Linked DNA regions of Mus musculus: region 1 is linked to region 2. Evidence: chromatin contacts called from public promoter capture Hi-C data. All regions are on one chromosome and are shown on one strand. The core of a region is the stretch at or near the end of the contact, and the rest is flanking DNA. Distances in the headings are between cores, read along the strand shown.

Region 1 (3,923 bases), core at 12-2,511, 280 kb after region 2:
TAGTATTTCTAAGATTTAGAAAAGAAAAATTTGATGTGTGTGTGCCACATGTGTGCAGGTATCCATGGAAACCAAGAGACAGAATTGGATCCCCTGGAACTACTGCTGAAGAAACGTGGGCCCTCTGCAGAACCTGCAAAAGCACTCACACCGCCAACCAACTCTCCAGCCACCTCCCTTTTATTTTTTTAATTTTAAGGCAAGCATTTCCATCTTCTTAAATCTCATCCCTTATTTGATTAAAGGTTCAAATTTAAGTGCCTTTTTCTGATACCCTTTTCATTAACTTTTCTACATAATTCCCACCAACTTATAAACATACTATTTATTGCATGATAAGAGTCAGAGCTGAGGCTGGCAAGATGGCTCAGTGGTTAAGAGCGCCGACTGCTCTTTCGAAGGTCCAGAGTTCAAATCTCAGCAACCACGTGGTGGCTCACAACTATCCGTAACGAAATCTGATGCCCTCTTTTGGAGTGTCTGAAGACAGCTACAGTGTACTTACATATAATAAATCTTTAAAAAAAAAAAGCTGGAGTTGGTGGTATAAACCTTTAATCTTGGCATTATTTGGATAGCAGAGGTCGGAAGATCACTTGAGTTTAAGACCACCCTGGTCTGTGAAGTGAGTTCCAAGGTAGCCATGGCTTTGTAGAGAGAACCTGTCTTTATTTGGTTTGAGGAGTTGGCAAGATGGCCACCATGCCTGAGTTTGATCCTTGGAGCCTGTGCTGTAACACACAAGTGTGTACACATACAAAAGACAAATCGTTTTGATTTCACATCTACCTTGTTCTGACACAGAAACACACCCTGTACTGGGAATTGAACACTACAGTTAAATTTCTCTTTAATTTACAGTAAAACTAAACTTACATTCTCCTTTGAGTCTGTTCCAGCATAGATTGTTTTGTGGTTTGGGTTTTTTATTTTTGAAACAGGGTCTCTATAGGCTGGTCTATAACTTCTTATGTAGACCAGACGTCTTATTTGGGATTTTTATCCTCCGGCCCCTTTTAAGTGCTGGATTTCAGGCATGCACTGCCCTCTCTGTCTCCCAGTGAGAATTTTTATTTCATTGGGATTACTCCTATAAAGACCACCAGAAGTTCTGTTGCACTTAGTTTAGTGGTGGGTTCTCCTAGTGTTGGATTTGTCTACCTGGTGGGATTGATGCCACTGAAGTCTTCATTGAGCTGGGCAGTTGTGCTGCATGCCTTTCATCCCAGCACCCAGAAGACACAGGCAGGCAGCAGATCTCTTCGAGTTTGAGAACAGCCTGGTTTACAACAGCCAGGGCCTCAACACAGAAACAAACAAGCATTGTGACTTAATAATGGTTCCTCAGATGCGTGCAGCTAAAGTTCCTGGGCCTGACATGATGAGTGGGCTTCATGTGAATAGCAGTGCTGAAATAGGCATTTCCTAGGTGAACTGGCAGACTGATGGAAGTTCTTCAGAGAGCCTTTCCTGGGTTTAATGTTGCTGGCTTCGCAGATGGATGAAGGGCGGGCCCCCAAGCTAGCACTGTAGGTAGTATGGGGGACCCACAGAAGGCAAGGAAAGATTCCCCACAGCCAAGAAGGAACAGGTGCCGCAACACCTGGGTCTTATCTCCATGTGGATCTAAGGCACTACGGCCTGGGAACATCTGCCCTGGTGATAATATTGGGATTACAGGTGTGTGCCAGCACACTTTGCCCCCCCCCCCCCAATGTGGTCTCCCTCTGTAGCTTGCTCTACTTTGTAGGCAAGGCTAGCCTTGAACTCACAGAGATCCACCTGTTTCTGCCTCCCGAATGTTAGGATTAATGGTGTGTGCCATCACATCTGGCTTTAAACCTTAATTTTTAAAATTACATTTAATTTGTGTATGTGTTTGTGGGTACCCCACAGCATTTGTGTGGAGGTTAGAGAACAGCTTGCAGGAATTGGTTCCTCCACTTTTGAGTCCCAGGAAGTGAGGTTGGATTGTAGGCTGATGCCAAGCCACTCTATCTGCTGAACCATCTTGCCAGCTTTTTATTTTTTATTTTTATTATACATAAGTTACACTGTAGTTGACTTCAGATGCACCAGAAGAGGGCATCAGATCTCTTTATGGGTGGTTGCTAGCATTCGAACTCAGGACCTTCAGAAGAGTGCTCTTACCCGCTGAGTCATCTCACCAGCCCATCTTGGCAGCTCTTAAGTTTTCCTTTTTTTTTTTTTCTAGTTACGTAACCAAAAGAAAACAAAAACCTAGGTTGGCCTAGGACTCCCAGTGGTCCTGTCTCTCCACACCCAGCTGTGGGGCTCATGGTGGCACACACTTGTAGCTAGCATTTGGATGGCTGAGGCAGGAGGACCTAGGCTACATAGGGAGTCCATGTATCAAAACCCCAAGGGATTAAACACAGCTTGTTGAGTGCTGTGACAACCTCCTGTGAGTGAGTGCGGTGTGCCTGCTACGTGTTTACCCACTATCCTAGCCACTGAGGATACCAGGGGAGGGAACATGACAAACTGGCAAGAAATTATTAAGGGGTAGGAGAAGAACATTTCTTTTCAGTTAAACATCAGTGCAATAAGAGAACGTGAGGAAGAGCATAGGAATTAGTGATTAATACAGTCAGACGGAATGGCCATGAGACCGAGGAAGATGAAGGAACCCGCTATATGCTGAGATATATGAAGATGGTACCAGTATTTCCCAAGGAGTTTGTGTAAACTTGAAAAACTGCTTGGTGTGGGTTGGCACAGCAGTGCAGATCCTGAATATGGTAAGGAAGGCAAGCAAATTTAGTGAGGTTGGGAAGGTAGGTTGGTGATGCTAAGGCAGGGATCTCAGTAAATGGGCAGTGTACTCTCACAGGGACAGCCTTAGCCATGTGCTTTGTTCAAGAGATCAATGTCTCAGCACCAGCAATATCTTGTTTCGTCTTTGAGACAAGGTCTTACATCTAGCCCAGGCTGGCTTTGAACTGGCTAAGAATAGTTGAGGATGACCTTGAATCCCTGATCTTCCTGCCACCGCCTCCTGAGTGCTGGGGGTGGTGGTGACACGTTTGTACCACTAGTTTTTGAGACAGGATTATGCCTACTTTGGCCTGGAATTCCCACCACCTGCCTCAGCCTCCAGAGTGCTGGGATCACAGCATCAGAATGACACCCAGCCCACACAAGTCATCTGAGTCAGAGCCTCTAACTGTAGATTGCCGCTTTCTGCAGAGCAGAGGCACGGAAGGTCAGTCAGTGATCAGCCGTTGCAAGATCAGGTCTTTGTGCAAAAGGTTATGTAAGAGTCCTCTTGAGTTAGAGGCTGTGTGTTTAAAGGGTGACTGACTCGTACTGTGCATGTGGGATGTGTCATCCGAGTGGAGGAGAATGAACAAGAAAAGGTAGAAGCTGAGGAATCCTAATGGCTAGTGATGGGCTGCCGTGGCGCAGGACAGAAGTTTCAGGCCTTAAGGAAGGGAGCGAGAGATGACTAAGACAGACTTCCTTCTGCACCATTGTGCAGATCAGTGTGAAAGGTCAGCAGTATATTCTCAGTCAGCAGTTCAAGGAGATAGCTGGGATGTTTGGCCATGGACCGGGGGTGGGGTGGGGTGGAGTGGTGGTGAGCCCTTCCCACGCCCACCTATCATCCTCTCCACAGCTCACGCAGACTGAAAGCAATTAGAATACTTCAGGCTTGGCAGCTTTGCCATCTGCCCTGCAGAAGAGCCACTGGCAGGTGTAGCACACAGTGGCACTGGTTAAGTCACTTGTGTCTGCTTGGTTGTTTTGAAGATAGGGATTCGGAAAGATGGAGTAGCAAGGGTCTAACAGTACCCATATCTGTCTAGTTCCCTTGTGCTCCGGGTTGTGCCTGATTAGATTTAGTCTTCACCGGCCTCACCGCCAGTCCCATTTTTAAATGATAAACTACAGCGTAAACT
Region 2 (3,499 bases), core at 921-3,420:
CACACATATGTTTTCCTATGGTATATGAGAAGCTCTGAACAGGGAAGGTATGCTTGCGAGTGTGTCTGGACTTTTTCTAAGATGAAGTCCAGCTATGTAGCCCACGTTGGGCTCAAACTCTCCATGCTCCTGCCTCATTGTTCTGAGCGCCAGACAATACAAAATGGAGCCTGGCTGAGAATCCGGCTCTTAGGATAGATCCCTTCTCTCAGATCAGAATCTGGCCTTTCCGAGAGTTTCACACCCGACCATATACAGGAAACAAGCTCATTTGCAAAACCATACCACCACAAGCGTGAGGGATTGGGTGGTTCACCATGGTGACAAAGCCCCGAATAGGTGTAATTTTTGGGTGTGAACCAACACTCTGCAGGGAGAGGAAGTACCTAGCTTCCCTTAAGCACCTACTGTGTGTCAATACTATCCAGGGCACATTATCATTATTATCCCTTTGATTTTGCCAGGCATTTTGGAAGCAAGAGCTTTGTTATTGTGTCTTTATAAACAGACTGAAATATGGGGCGGACAAACCACTCACTCAGACAGTGAATTCTTCCTGGGCCTTTCTCTGATGCTGAAAAGTGTGTGTGTGTGTGTGTGTGTGTGTGTGTGTGTGTGTGTGTGTTTACACTATACCACACCTGGGCTCTTGCACCTTTGACTTTATTCTGAGGTCTCTGCCTCTGTGGTCCCGGAGAGCAGCACAGGGGGTGGGGACCTTAGTTTTCTGTCCTAAGCACCTTCCAGAATGAGCCTTGTTCAGGAAGCTTCTAGATTCCCTTGAAGGAAACTTCTCCCTCGTCTGATCTCAACCCATTCTCTGACTTTGTCCTCTGGGCTCTTTTGAGAAGAGCCACCATCCTGAGCTCCAAGAACAAGCAACCCTGTTGGATTCCTCTCCCAGTCAGCACAGGGCCAGCCTAGAGGACTGCAGTTCAAGGACAGATGAAACACCGGAAGAGCCAGTGTGTTTCCTGCCCCTGTAAGGAGGCAAGGTCTTGGAAGAGGCCAGCATATGCTGACAAGATGGAAAATCTGTGACATAAACATCTACGGTGAGGCAAGGGAAACCTGGACAGTCAGTGGAGGAAGAGACCGTCCTCCAGAGTTTAGAGTTTGACTGAACGAATGGGTGGTGGCTGGTGACAAGATTCTGGGCCTCTATCCTTTAGGGTCTGAAGGAAGAATCATGAAGGCCGACATGAACACACAAATACAGCTGAGTTAAGACAGGATGGGGACAAGGGCAAAGGCAAGAACATCCTGTCCTGACACTTGGCAGGACAGGAGCGGTGACTTTCCAGAGGGAAGTTCAGAAGTTCTTGCCCTGCTCCAGCTATACCCAGTTCAGGATAAAAATAGTCTTTCCTCTTCCCTTCTCCCATCTCGTTCACTACCAACTTCCCCGGGGAACACACATCCATTCTGGATAAACGCCCTACACATATCTATCTGCTTCCTTACTGACTCCTCTGTGTTTCAGGATGCTGGTTGCTAAGGCTGCCGTCGATTCTCATATGTCCACCTGGATCCCATGGGTTACTCTTTCATCTGTTTCTGCCACTTGGGTCTGCCTTAGGGACCTGGGGACTGATTCCTGGGGCCCTGCCCTCAGGACGGTCCATCTCATCACCCTGTGTGCCACAGGCATAGAAGGAGCCCAGGTCAAGCCTACACCCCCACGCAAGGTCCTGCTTTGCCGCGGACCATCGTGAGGAGGTATGGGTTAAGACAGGGTCACAGCCACCTTTGGACCTCAGAAACCTCATCCTCTGAGCTCAAGGAACTGGACAGGTGGCTGCTGGTGGCCTTCTTAACACTTGACATCATGTGCTGGCTCTCCCAGGAGTGTGCTCCTCCTAAGGTGGGAAATGATGGACAGCAGATGGCAGAGGCAAGAGCCACCAGCTCAGACAACCTCCAGGAAGGCATTTCTGAAAGGTTTCTGTACACCTAAGGAGCCTAGGCCTCCACAGACGCAGTGTTCTGCTGTCTGGTTCCCACCATTGCCCCCTTCTACACTGTTGTTCCCAGTACCCCTTACCTGCCCAGCCTGGGAGCCTTCTGGCCTATTCACATGATGCTCCTAGCCTGGCTTGGCTGCCTGGACCCGGTGTCAGCTCCCCTCGCCGTCGTAGTCACCACCTGTCTCCTCGCGCCCACGTTCCACCCTGACTTCCTGTCTCCTGAGGGCTCTGCAGCCAACCCAGCCCCAGCAACCCAACCACAAGCCTCCAGCACCTCAGGCTTCCTGCTGCCATAGACCTAGACCCCCTCAGCCTCTTGGGTCCCATACATCTCTAGGCCAGCTTCTACTCATACTGAGGGAGGCACTTAGGGAGGAAGGCTGTGTGTGATGGCATAGGTCCATATTCCCAGCGTTCTGGAGGTGAAGACAGGAATGGCTACATACAGAGTTCCAGACCAGCCTAGACCCCTCAAGTCCAATCATCATCATCATCGTCGTCGTCGTCATCAACCAATGAGAGGATTTTTTTTTAACGCAGGGACTCACCGTGTTGCCCTGACTGTTATGGAATTTGCTATGTTGCCTTGAACTCACAGAGATTCACTTGCCTCTTCCTCCCCTTGAAGGTCACTAAACATGGTGGGGAAGGCTGTTTGATGGAGCACTCCTCCTACCCTCCAAGATACTCCTGGGTAAGAGAAGAGAGCCTTTGCCCCCGTGAGCAGAACACAGCAGCTACAGTTTAGCTCACAGGGAAGGAAATGGCGCTGCACTCAACTCCAGCCGTGCTATGTAAGAACTGGGTGGCCTTTAATTTAGCCGGACAGCCAAAGGCATCTCTTGTTCAGAGTTGAACCTGGACAGCATCTATCTCTGTTAGATAGTTGGTGACAAGGTTATATGTACTATAGTAAAAACAGCAGCCACATTCACTGGCAGAGCCGTATCCATGTCATCCTGTGCCTAAGGATCGACTGTTGACAGTCTGTTTCAGGAGGAAGACAAGAAAACCTCATGTCTTAAGGCCCTAGTGACAGGCTGGGGCATGGTGGCATAAGGCTTTAATCCCAGCATTCCGGAGGCAGAGGCTGGCAGATCTCTGCAAGTTTCAGGCCAGACTAACTTATGCAGTAAGTTCCAGGACAGCCAGAGCTACATAAAGAGACCCTGTTTCGATAGATAGATAGATAGATAGATAGATAGATAGATAGATAGATAGATAGATAGATGATAGGTAGATGGATAGATAGGTAGATACACACATACATACATACATACACACATACACACATACATACATACACACATACATACATACACACATATATGCATACAGAGATACATAGATACATAGATGATAGAGATAGATACATAGATACATAGATAGATACATAGATACATAGGTAGATAGATACATACAAACATAGATACATACAGAGATACATAGATAGATACATAGATGATAGAGACAGATAGAAGATAGATAGATAGATAGATAGATAGATCGATAGATAGATAGATAGTAGATAT

Evidence for each region. Promoter capture Hi-C pulls out the DNA fragments that hold promoters and counts their contacts.
Region 1: a contact with region 2 is called in a promoter capture Hi-C map of pre-B cells, with 2.5 times the contacts expected there. The contact joins the promoter of 1700108I11Rik here to the promoter of Lck in region 2. A contact is called at or near these places in 1 of 39 promoter capture datasets (pre-B cells) and 1 of 115 datasets of contacts at active chromatin or transcription factors (effector CD8 T cells).

The regions. Positions count from the first base shown.
Region 1 is chr4:129,851,970-129,855,892 of GRCm38.p6, forward strand. 1700108I11Rik (a long non-coding RNA gene) reads right to left here and starts at 1,262. Exons shown (of 2, transcript XR_868199.3): 1 at 1,162-1,262; 2 at 534-731.
Region 2 is chr4:129,571,471-129,574,969 of GRCm38.p6, forward strand. Lck (lymphocyte protein tyrosine kinase) reads right to left here and starts at 2,171. Exons shown (of 13, transcript NM_001162433.1): 1 at 2,045-2,171.